Regions from separate parts of the Mus musculus genome. Here region 1 is linked to region 2. A link is a contact called in public HiChIP or PLAC-seq data. All regions are on one chromosome and are shown on one strand. Each heading gives the region's core, a stretch centred on a gene start, on an enhancer-like site or on the middle of the called end of the contact. The rest is flanking DNA. Distances are from core to core; before and after follow the strand shown.

Evidence for each region. HiChIP or PLAC-seq counts read pairs in DNA pulled down with a chosen protein or histone mark.
Region 1: an H3K27ac HiChIP or PLAC-seq map of VIP interneurons shows a contact between it and region 2, with 3 times the contacts expected there. The contact joins two enhancer-like sites. A contact is called at or near these places in 2 of 484 Hi-C or Micro-C datasets (cerebral cortex and muscle stem cells), 1 of 115 datasets of contacts at active chromatin or transcription factors (VIP interneurons) and 1 of 9 other capture datasets (embryonic stem cells).

The regions. Positions count from the first base shown.
Region 1 is chr7:111,475,338-111,481,384 of GRCm38.p6, reverse strand. All of the region lies in intron 10 of Galnt18 (polypeptide N-acetylgalactosaminyltransferase 18), which reads left to right. Among named protein-coding and RNA genes, the nearest start is that of Gm33145, 190 kb to the right of the region's middle. Within about 2 kb of position 3,309, at least 10 of the 459 cell types and tissues checked have an H3K27ac peak or open chromatin away from gene starts, as enhancers often do. A contact at or near this core is called in VIP interneurons, where this site is marked.
Region 2 is chr7:111,172,100-111,177,978 of GRCm38.p6, reverse strand. No RefSeq gene overlaps it. Among named protein-coding and RNA genes, the nearest start is that of Gm33098, 35 kb to the left of the region's middle. Within about 2 kb of position 3,393, at least 15 of the 459 cell types and tissues checked have an H3K27ac peak or open chromatin away from gene starts, as enhancers often do. A contact at or near this core is called in VIP interneurons, where this site is marked.

The sequences.
Region 1 (6,047 bases), core at 2,060-4,559, 300 kb before region 2:
GTGATTTGTTTGATCTGGCTGTTGAAAGCTTATAGAAATAGTTCCTAGATGTCAGAAGGAAAGAGTGCTCCCCAAACAGAAGCTCCACCTAGGCAAAGACACAACAAAACCAAGCATCCTTTCAGAAGATCTATCTACTGTGTGGCATGGGTAGAGTTTAGAGTGTGATGGAGTAGGTGCCTTGTGTGTGTGTGTGTGTGTGTGTGTGTGTGTGTGTGTGTGTGTGTGTGTGTAAGCCATACCCTAGCTTAGATTTCACCAAGCAAAAGGAGGGACTAGGGAACCTCTTAAGGTGTGGCAGTTAATTTCCATTACTATAGTGAGAAAAGATTGTTGGATTCATAGTTCTAGGTCAACTCAGCTCTATTGATGGCCTCCTGAAGGGTGTGGCATCACCATAGCTAGAGATGGGAACTCACAATAAAATGGAGCTCAGGATACCTTTGGTAACAACATGTTTTCATGAGAACCAACACAAGGGTTCTACAGAGGGCAAGGCCCTCTGTGACCTAAGGACCTCCAGATAGGCCCCACCTCTAAAAGTCCTCATCACTGCAACACTACTGTGGCCAGGACACAGATGTCACTACAAGAAGACAAACCTTGTCCAATCCATAGTAGTATCCATGGTGAGATCAGGAAGGTAGCCATGGCAGCTAGGTAGAGTAGAAGAGAAGAGGCTAGAGGTAGGGGTTAGGTAAGGAAGAGGCTGCTCCATCATCCTCAGGGTAGCTGGGAGGATTTTGTAGCCATGGAGAGAGCTGTTGGGAGGACTTTGTGAGACATATCAGTATTCTGTTGGTCACAGTGATGATTTAGTGATAGTGGCTGGGCAGGAGTTAGATTAATGATTCATAATAACCCCTAGCTCTGGATTTGAAGAACAGTTGGTAAGGTGCCTCCTCTCCAAATAGCCATCACTTCTATCCACATACTGAAACCTCCTTAACATGGGAAATAGTAGGTGTTTGTTGCTTTCTATGCATTTTCTAACTCCTAATCCCCAGACCCATTAAAGAAATCTCCAAACTTCCTATCCCCTGGTATTGTAAATTCTTATTAATTAAGTGTACAGCTTTCAGTCTTCTGAGAGTTCCCTTCAGCTTAGGATTTGAAGGACATTCTAAAACCCTGGGATATAGCATTAGTGATAGAGGTGTTTTGGTGACCTGTGGACCAGGAAAGGGAGAAGAAAGCAGCAGACACTATGTCAGCAAAAGGACATCAGTAGAGCAAAGAATGGTCTGCCAAGGCTACCCAACCCTGACCCCCTCTGTGGCTTTCCAATAGTTAACCCAATGCTAGAGTCATCTCTATGAAACATTGCCAGGACATCCCAAGAAGGCTACTGTGATGTGTGTCCTCTAAGTTCCAGCTTCCCCACCGCCCTCATGTGCTTGTGAATGGCAGTGAAAGGGACAGGCATGCTGAAGACCGGAAAGATGGCAAGCAGCCCTGAGTTCTCCATGAGTCTCAAGGACTGGCTGGTGTGGAGAGGAGCAGTCTTCTCCCATGGAGCTCTGCAGATCAGAGAGGCAACACTCAAGAGCCAGGGTTAGAGTTGTCCATGAGGTTGGTAGATCCCCGAGGGACCGGGCATTGGGATCCACAGAAATTGAACTGGGTGGTTTTCACACCTTCCCAGACCTGAAACTGCTGAGCTAAGCTACTGAAGTTAGACTGGAGACCTCAAGCTTTGTGTGCCATCTATAAGTCCCACTGGGCCAGCCCAAAACAAAACACTGCACACCAAGAATAAACCAAACTTCAATGAAGGTCTTCATCACATTTTGTGCCCTCTCCCCTTTACATGATGGAATGGTGGCTGTTACCTGGTAGAATGATGACATTCCACCCAAGGCCACTCCCTTCAAGTGTCTGGAAGCATGGATAACAGGAATGCCTCTCACGATTTAGGCATCTCCACCAGAGAACAGAAATCCTGAGACAGAGTGGACACTGTCCTACTGTGCCTCTGCACTGCTATGATAAAACACCCACCAAAAGCAGCTTGGGGAGGAAAAGGTTAATTTGGCTTACACAGCCAAATCTTAGCCATCACTGAGTGAAGTGAGGGCAGGAACTCAAGTGGGAACCTAGAGGCAGAAGTTGATACAGAGGCCACAGAGGAACGCTGCTTACTGGCTTGCTCCTCATGGCTTGTCCAGCCTGCTTTCTTACACAAATCACGACCACCTGCATAGTGGTAGTGCCATGCACATTGGGCCAGGCCTTCCCATATTAGCCATTAATCAAGAAAATGCCCCACAGCCTTGTCTACAGGCCAGTATTTCTCAGTTGAGGTTACTTTCCCCCATATACGCCTAGGTTTGTGTCAACCAAAACAGACATACAATGTGCCGTTGATCAAATGAAGGGGCCCTTTAAAATAAATGTATGAATCTTAGAGTCCTCCTGATCACCAGATCTTCAACTAAATGTGTGCCTAAAGACAAGCAAAACCTTACTTTCATTGGCCTTATTTACTATCCTTAGAAGCATGCAAACACATTTTATGTGTGTATGTGTGTGTGAGAGAGAGAGCGAGAGAGAGCGAGAGAGAGAGAGAGAGAGAGAGAGAGAGAGAGAGAGATATTCTCCCTATAACCAGATTTGTGACTAGTGTGGAAGAAATCTTTTATATTAAGCAGATGTTCATATTCCACAGAGTGGAGTACAAATTGGTTTGAATATGTTTTGAAAGAGGAAATTTTGTCAGGCTCTATAGCTTGTACTTTATGCTAGCCAACCTCAACTGTCATTTCTTCATGGAAGTATTGATACAACTGAAAATCCGACGTTACATGGAGGAAGGCCCACTTCCCAGCCCTGACTTGCTTCATTCTTGGAAGGAATGTCAATAAGAGCAAAGTTGTCCATTGGTGCCAAGAAAGAGGAGTTTTAGGGAGTACAAGATGTCTGGGGAAAGCCCAGAGCCCAGCTTGCCTATTAAGGTTGGTTCTGCCTTCTGGGGTATAATATGATAACCTGAAATGAGACAAACATTCTCCTGTAAAAACAAAAGCTATCTGCAGGCACATTTCCCAGAGGCACTTCTAACCTTGCCCGAGTGTCCTCCACTCAGGCGAGGAGGCGCCCTGGACTTTCCCCAGCTCAGCCCCAAGCACTGTCAGCACATCCAGCCTCGAGAAGCTTTTGTGCTGAAAAGAAAGGGCTATCATCGGGTGTTTCATTATGGCTCTGGGATAAAGCAGCTTTTCATTTCCAGGTCATAGGAAAGGGTGCGAGTGGGACTGTCCAGTTCCCAGCGACTGACAACGCTTTGTTTAGAGCCTGTTTTCTTAGTTATTTTTAAAATTAGAGCAATCAGCATTTTCTTCTTCCTTCTCTTCCTGCAGTGATCAGGGCCAGGGGCAGATGTGATTGCTCAGCTCCCCAGAACTGCATGGGATTTTAAAAAGAATCAAATATTTATATAGTGTTTATAGCATGCCAGGCACTATACTAACCTTTTATAAGTAATACTTTGAAATCATAGCAGGCCTATGAGGCACCTGCAAACATGAGGAAACTGAGGCACAGACAGGTTTAGTGATTGTTAGAAGTCAGACACAGGGATGCTGTCTTAAGAGTCCATACACCAGGATGGCTCTGTCTTTGTCTAGAAAACCCCATTAGTGAGAATTTGAGGCTGGGGTCTCCCTGCTAGGTCAAGCATGTGTGAATGAACAGAATCACAGCCATCCTGGTCAGCTCTCCAGGCACTTGCATCTCCCGACCCCTTTCTACCTGTCCTCGCTTACTTGATGTTGCAAATACCCATTTTCAGTCAGTGGCCTCACACAGCAAGTCCCAGGCAGAATCCCACTTAGGCTTGGGTGAGGCCCTTGAAGGAAGAAAACACCGAAGTGCATATTGAACACAGTAAGTGTTGAATATTCATACTACATAAAGAACACTTTACTCTACAAAACACCTAATCTTGGGGTTTCTGTAACTAGGCCTAATGTCCTGCCCAAGCTTTGAAGTATTTGATTACCAATCATTAAGTACTTAACCCAGAAACTCCTCAACTCACTGAGCTTAAAGCCCAGGACTCACAGGGCTGCTTGCCTTTTGGAAAATTCATTAGCAAGGAAGGTGGAGTAGGAGCTCCCAGGGAAACAGAAGTCTGTGAATCCAGGATCTAGGATCTGATACACACTTGACTTCAGATGTGCATCCCACTATAAGGAAAGCCAGCCCAGGCAGCCCAGAAGCTCTGGGGGCAAGCCAGGCCTTTCCTAAACAGGGTCACAGATGCTGTTGATCCTTGCAAGCTGGACCCATACCAGAACTGCCACTAGGACAGCACTTGGGACATTCTCAGGCCATCTCTGAGACCTACCGAATCTGAAAGCAGGGTAGTGGTTGAGTTTCCTGGGCACGCTGGTCATTCTCCTCTCCAGTGGACGACACCTGGGCTTCGATCCTGATCCCAACACTCGCTAACCAGGAGATTCTGAGCCAGCTCCCGAACCTCCCAGCCTCAATATCTAATTTTATGAAATAATAATAATAAAAAATCTTCAGCTCTACCTCTCAGAGCTACAGTAAGGAAGACACCCCAGCATGCCCCTCCCAAGTAGGGCAAGGATAGTTTAATGCTATCTGACCCACACCTAGCCACCATCTGACATCCCTGTGGGGAAACTATGGTAGAGAGATGTGTGCCTTAGGGTTGCATGGGTGATGACTTCCACGTGTCCCAGTATCCATAGTCCTCTGTGCTAATATCTTGAGTGGTCCAAGATGGTAAGTGAGATGATAGACAGAAGCCCAGAATGGCTCAGCCATTCCCCAGGTCAAGAGGTCACTCCCTAGGTCACATGACCAAGGCCTGAGAAAGAGTCATTTCTTCCTTGTTTCTGCTTGGGACCTTTGTAGTCACTCCTTTAGAGGGACCCAAAAGGAAAACTGAAGCAAGGGCAGGGACTGGCTGTAGGAACCGTTATTAGTATTCTTCGTCCTATACATTCAACTTCCGCTTTGGTTTTTAATGGCTTCTTCCATATTTAATTTGGTTTCCATTCCAATTAAGCCCTCTGTGTGCTGCGGCTTCTCTCCTGCCAGGTTTAATTGCCCTTATTTAAATTCTTTAATTAAAAGTATTGTGTGTTTGTAGATCCCGTAGTTGTAAGTATTACACAAATAATTTTGATGACTGGACTGGTAAACCAAACAAGCAGCAGGCTCCTACATGGAGAGAGAAAGGCTCAGATCTCAGCATCCAGCCCCAGCCCCAGCCCCAGCACCAGCTCCAGAGCCAAGAAACTGGCCCAGAGCTGCAGGCTAAGCCCCCCACCATCCCCCCCAAACACACACACAGGGATTAGGACAAGAGTCCGCTAGCACTTGTCCCAGCATCTTTCCTTCTTTCCCACTTAGCCCAGCCCAGAACCCAGAGTGGCCGGCCTGCTTAGCATGTGGATCAGGCCTAGGAAGTATTGGCCCTGCCTCTCAGATCAAAACCAGAGTTCAGAGGCCCCGCCCTCACTCATGGGCCTCATCTCTTCCCTTTTACCAGTGCTTTCTCTGCCTTTGCATAAACGCAGCCCAAAAGTTCCCTAAGCCTCACCGGAAGCCCATTCCTGCCTCTGGGGCTTTTCATTAGGATCCTGGACCTGCCCCGGGACTGCCATCTCTCTCCCCCCCCATGTTTCGTCTCAGGTCTCACCTTTAGTAGAGGATCTCCCGGCCACCTCTTTCACCTGGCAGTCATCTCCTGCCCCAGCTTGCCGAGCCTCCTGCTGAGCCCCATGATTTGGGGCATAGCCTCATCAGCTCCTCTCCTTGCCGGAATCTGCTGCCAACTCTCCCTCAAGAGCACAGTTGCCACAAGAACAAAAAAGCCTTCTCTTTCTCTGTCATGCATACATTGCAGCAGCTGGGAAGTGTGTATGACCCTCGGTAGATGCTCATTAAATATTTGGCAGTGGCTGGAAGGATGTATGAATACCATCCCTTTAGAGAAGCCTCAAAGGGAACAGACCAAACCTCTTCGAATTCACTGAGACATCTTCCTCTATTCCAGCACTGAGTACCAC
Region 2 (5,879 bases), core at 2,144-4,643:
GCCCACATTCTTAGGAAGCCAAATAAAGTTCCCTCTTGTCAATAAAGCTTTCTCAGAATCCTTCGGGATTTTTTTGCCTCTAAGCTCAGTACCTGTAATGGTACAATCAGAAGAACTACAAAGCACTGTTACTTCTAAACATGCAATAAGAAAGCTGGCGTGGTGGCTCATACCTGTAACAGGCTATGAAGGGAGGTACCTGAGTTTGAGGCTAGCCTGGGCTACATAGAGAGTTACAAGTCAGCCTGTACTAAATGGCAAATGGGGAAAAAAAAAGCATGACTTAGATGTCAGACTGAACCAATTCATATCTCAGCATCTACTTATTAAAATAAAATTAATAAAACTTGGGAAAGTCCCTGAACCTCAATCTTCTCATCTAGGGACAGAGATAGGCCTATGGGGTGTCTGAGGAAGTGGCCTGAGCACAATGTGAAGTGCTTTGCAAGTCCTGCATACTAGATAGGCAGTTGGTGTTCTTTTTATCATTACTGATAGTGTTGAAAATGGGAGCTAGACGTTCACTAGCAAGTTCTGAAGTTCATTGATTTAATAAAGTAATTTCCTACCAGAGGAAACTAGCTGTCAAAGATTTTCACATTAAAAACTAGTGGCAACTCTGAAACTCCAGTGACAGCCCACTCCCTAGGTTTTGGCCATCTAGTGCCAATTGTCTGGGACTCCTTGTTCAGAGGCCCCAGAGGAATGCTCACTTGATCTGTACTCAGCTTCTAGAATCTGGAATGATTCTAACAGCGAACTCTGACCCCTGGAATGTGGGAGCTGGAACTGATGCTATGGATAGCCTCTTCTATATGTAAGGAAGCAACATCCCTGACTCATCCACCAGGCAGGGAAGTCACCTGACAGGCAAACAGCAGCACTGACTGTGACCCCATAGATCCTGAGCTCAGAGCTCAGCACCGCCACGTCTTGCAGGCTCCTAGAGAAAGAAGGGCTAGGGTTGCCTTCCATCTCCTCCAGCCCTGTGTCCTTCCCAGAGTTCCACAGACAGCAGAAAACACTGACTCGTTCTGCAATTGTTACATGTGTAAAAGTCCTGTTGCTGCAACCTTCAACCCCTTCTGAAGCTACAAGTGAGGCACTTCATCTTCTGAGGGCCAGACAGAGCTCAGGGGTGTTGAGCAAAGGAGCAACCAGAAAGTTCTCCCAAGTGCTCATGGTCAGCCTCTGTACTCCATGCCTGTTCAGGGAACCTCGACTTTCTCAAAGGCACATCTACGGACTGGTCAGTTAGCTCAGTCGGTCAAGTCTGTGCCTTAGAAGCATGAAGACCGAGTTCATTATCCCAAAATCCTACTTAAAAGGAGCATGGCCACCATGTGCCAATAACCCCAGGGTTGCAGCAAAAAGGCAGGGGTATGCAGAGACCAGAAGATTCTCTGGAGTTTTCAGGCCTAGCTCAAGACTCAATGAGAGACCTTGCCTCAAAAATAATGAAGCAGAGAGTGACAAAAAGAGACACCTGGCCTCTTCCTCTGATCTCATGCATACAAAGACATTGTCCTCCAACCTCCACACTCAAATGCAATCGCACCTGAAAATATGTGCACGTGCACTTGATATGCACTTGTGAATGTGAAAACACACACACACGCAGCCGCTCTGGGGAATCTTAGAAAGTCGGCAAACCCCCTGTGTTCATACACATGGATGGAAGCCAAAGAGATGACCAAGGCTATGTGGAAGCACATCGTGTTCCTGATGTAGCATAAGTCCAGACCCATACCCTCACTCTGCCACGGCTTCACCTAGGAAGAAAGCAAAGAGGAGAAATGAATGTTTGTCAAGCGAATGACTGATAACCAAGGGTAAAATTCAGTCACCACCCACAGCACTGCCAGTCCACTCTGAGCAGCTGAAATTCCCCAGATGGCGTCATTGACCTACCTCCTGCCTGACAGGGTTGAGCCTGGCTCCTGTCTCCACACTCTGGGGCTTTCTCGCAAAACATATTCTAGGAGTTCCTGGCATACAGGACTCACAATAAAATTCACCCAGTGGTTCGTCTTGCCTGAGTCAAATTTCACGGTCATGATGGCTCCCATAAAGTCCCTTGGCTGAGAGGACTCTTCCCCACAGAGCAGAAGCAAGCTTTGATGGATGAGGAAACTCCACCAAGCTGAGGACCAGAGGAGACCCAGAGGAAGTTCTCCCATCCCATAACTTCTAGGAATTCAGCCATAGCTTGTATCCTGAGAATCCAGCCAGCTATCTCACTGGCTCCGTGTGACCTCATCCTAGCCCTGACCTCACCTGATTCCTGTGCCTCACTCAGTCCTCCAAGCCTTTTGCTCATGACTTAGTGTCCACATGACCATAGGGTTAACGGTGGATACCAATCACTATAATGGCAGGCTCTGGAGCCCAGAATCCACAATTCTACCACCTCTAAAAACAGAGACATGTGAGCAGGGGATACAGCTTACTTAGTAAGATGCCTACTTGATGTGAAAAAAAAAAATCTGTATCCCTCAACACCACATACTCCAGAAGTCATGATGAGAATCTGTAATTCCAGTGTTTGGGGTAGTAGAAGCAAGAGGATCAGAAGTCCAACGCCCTAGAGAAAGCACCCAAGGAGCTGAAGGGTCTGCAACCCTATAGGGGGAACAACAATATGAACTAACCAGTATCCCGGAGCTCTTGACTCTAGCTGCATATGTATCAAAAGATGACCTAGTCGGCCATCATTGGGAAGAGAGGTCCCTTGGTCTTGCAAACTTTATATGCCTCAGTATGGGGGAACACCAGGGCCAAGAAGTGGGAGTGGGTGGGTAGGGGGTGGGGGGGCCTGGGGGACTTTTGGGGTAGCATTTGAAATGTAAATGAAGAAAATACCTAATTTTAAAAAGAAAAGAAAACAAAACAGAAAAAAAAAAAAAAAGAAGTCCAACGCCAGTGCTGACTGTATAGCAAGTTAAGGCCAGCCTGGGCTACATAAAACCTCCTTTCACAATACCCACACACGCATGATATGTGCCCTCCCTCCCACCACCTGGATTCTAAAGCATTGCAGCTGGTGACACACACAGTCCCAGACAAGCCTGTTTACTGATCACTCAGTATGTGCCAGGGACATAGCTGGACATTTTATAGGCGTTATCTGATTTCATTCCCTTGATAGTCAAATAAAGTAGACTTTATGACAGCCATTTTATATATATATGAGGAAACAGAAGCTCAAAGATCAAGTGACTGGGTTGAGATCACAAAAATAGTCAGAGGCTGAGCAAAATGACCCATCTGTGTCTGACTCCAGTGTCCAAGCCTGCAGCCTCTGCGCTCTGGAAGCCTGCAGCTCACGGCCATTCATTTCCGAGCTATAGCACTATGCACTGAGATTATCAGGCACACAGGATTGCAGACAGCTGGAACTGGTGCTAGCCTAGCAGCACGCATCCATCTGAGCATTCTTCCAGCAGACGCTGGCACCTGTGTGAGCCAGAACTGGAGCAGGTGCTGGGGACCAAAATAAGCAGTCTGAAGGTCCTGCCCTTGGCATGAGAATTGTACATGCGTGCATGAGCTTGTGTGTGTGTCTGTGTATGTGCATGTATGTATATGCAATGTATGTGTGTGCATTATGTGTAAGTATGCATGCATAGCTCTCTCTCCCTCTTTTTCTCTCTTTCTGTGTGTGTGTGTGTGTGTGTGTGTTTGTGTGTGTAAAGAGAAACCAGAGGTCAATTTCAGATGTCACTCCTCAGATGTCATACACTCTTTTTGTTTGTTTGTTTTAAGATTATTTACTTACGTGTGTGTGTGTCTGTGTGTGTGTGTGTCTGTCTGTGTGTGTGTGTGTGTGTCTGTGAACATGCATTTGGATGCCCCCAGGAAGCCAGAGAGGGCATCAGATTCTTTGGACCTGCAGTTACAAGTGGATGAGAACCACTTGGTGTGGGGGCAGGGAACAGAACTTGGGTCTAGAAGAGCAGGAAAGACGATTAACTGCTAAGCCATCTCTCTAGCACCCACTCTGTTTTTTGAGACAGAGGCTTTTACTGACCTGGAGCTCACCGAATGAGTTGGTTAACAAGCCCTAGCTCCTGCCCCTTTTCACTTTCCTAGCCCTGGGATTACAAGTGCCCCCCACCCCCAAATCTGGCCTTTCACACAGGTGCTGGGGATCGAACTCAGGCCCTCACCCTTGCACAGCAGGCACGTCACTGACTGAGCTATCTCTTCAACCCTAGCAAGAAGATCTCAAAGACATGCCAGAGCTTACTCTGGGTGTTTCTCAGCATGGGATCTGTGAAAGTTCACTCTTACAGAGGCCATCTTCGTGAGGGTTAGACTGAGCTAGCTCCTGGGACCTGGATTGTGCAAAGTCCAGAGCACAAGGCCAAGAGGTGCCACTGTGGTTCCCCTGCTAGACACTTAGCCCAGGGGAACTTTAAACAGTGGGGACAGTGCTCTGAAATCTGTCCTTTCCACCCGCTTGGACCTGCTGCTGGACATGCCTTCACGTGACCCACCAGAGGCAATATTTCTGAAGCCTTCCTTCACAATTCAAGTGGAAGTGTTTCATGCTTCTTTAATTCCTGGTTTTACCTGATAGAGGAAGTCTGGAAAGGCCTGAATGCAACTGCTAAGTGAACTAAATACCCGATAACAATTCCAAAGTCATTCCTGGGGTTTTGGTTTTTTCTCCTTAGAAAGCCAGTGGGGCTTCACAATTAGAACTGGCCCTGTGCTCCAGTCTCACGGCCTTCATGTCAGCATGCACACTTCAACTGACTGTTTAGTCAGCCTCCTATATCTGTGACTTAGGCATCTGTGGCATAAACCATGAGTCCTTGTTCCACAACCACAACATGGCAGAAGGACAAAGGGACCGAGGCATGTTCTTCAAGCTCCTATAGAGAGCCACTAAACCCATTCGTGAGGGCTCTGCCTCCTGATCCAATCACTTTCTAAAGGCCCCGATCCATAACACTGCCTATGCTTCCTGCAACAGTGGGAACACAGCCCAGGCCCAGTTATCTGTCACAATTCCTCTGCACCCAGCAATCTCATTTGCTTGCACTTTAAGGGTTCTCATTAAGGAGAAAGAGAGCCTTCCCGTTGGGACTGTTCATCCCTAGGGAAGCACCTGCAGGTGCTACCATTCAGAGACTCAGCCAAAACAAGCCTCAGGCAAATGACTTAAGTGTTTACCCACTGAAACCAAGTAGGCCATGCCAGCCCAGGAATACTAAATCCTGCAACTTCCAAAACAACCCAGTGGCGATGGCAATTGGAAAAAAAAAAACCTGCAGCTCACCCCGGATGCTTCCCGAGAGACTAAAGGTACCAAAGACTATTCCCAAAACTGGGCCCCAGTTCATGTCCTAAAGAATCCAGCTCATAACATCAGAAAAAGAATTTAGGGACCTGGAAGTATAGATCAATTGAGTGAGGGCTTGACTAGTACACCCAGAGCCCTGGGTTCGATCCCCAGTAGCACATACTTGGTGGTACATATCTGTGATCCTGGAAGCTGGGAAATCAGAAGATCAAGGGCATCCTCAATTACATAGCAAATCCCCCACCAATCTGAGAAACATAAGTCCTTGTCTGAAGCAAGAATCTAGGTTAACCTAGCCTCCATTAGGCATGCTCAGAGTTTGTCTTCTAGGTCATTTAGATCCCATCAAGTTGGCATTCGAGATTAATCATCACACCAATCAAGCCCCGCCTCTTTCAGAAAGTCTGCCCTAGTTTTCACTCTGAGTCTTTTCCCAGCCTCAGTAAGGGACCCACCCCCAACCATGGTCATCCATGACTAATGGCCTGATATGACTCTAAAACAAACCAGCAATAACCATCAAGGGAAATGGGTCTTTTTGCCTCTTAGATGAAGAAATAAGTAGAAA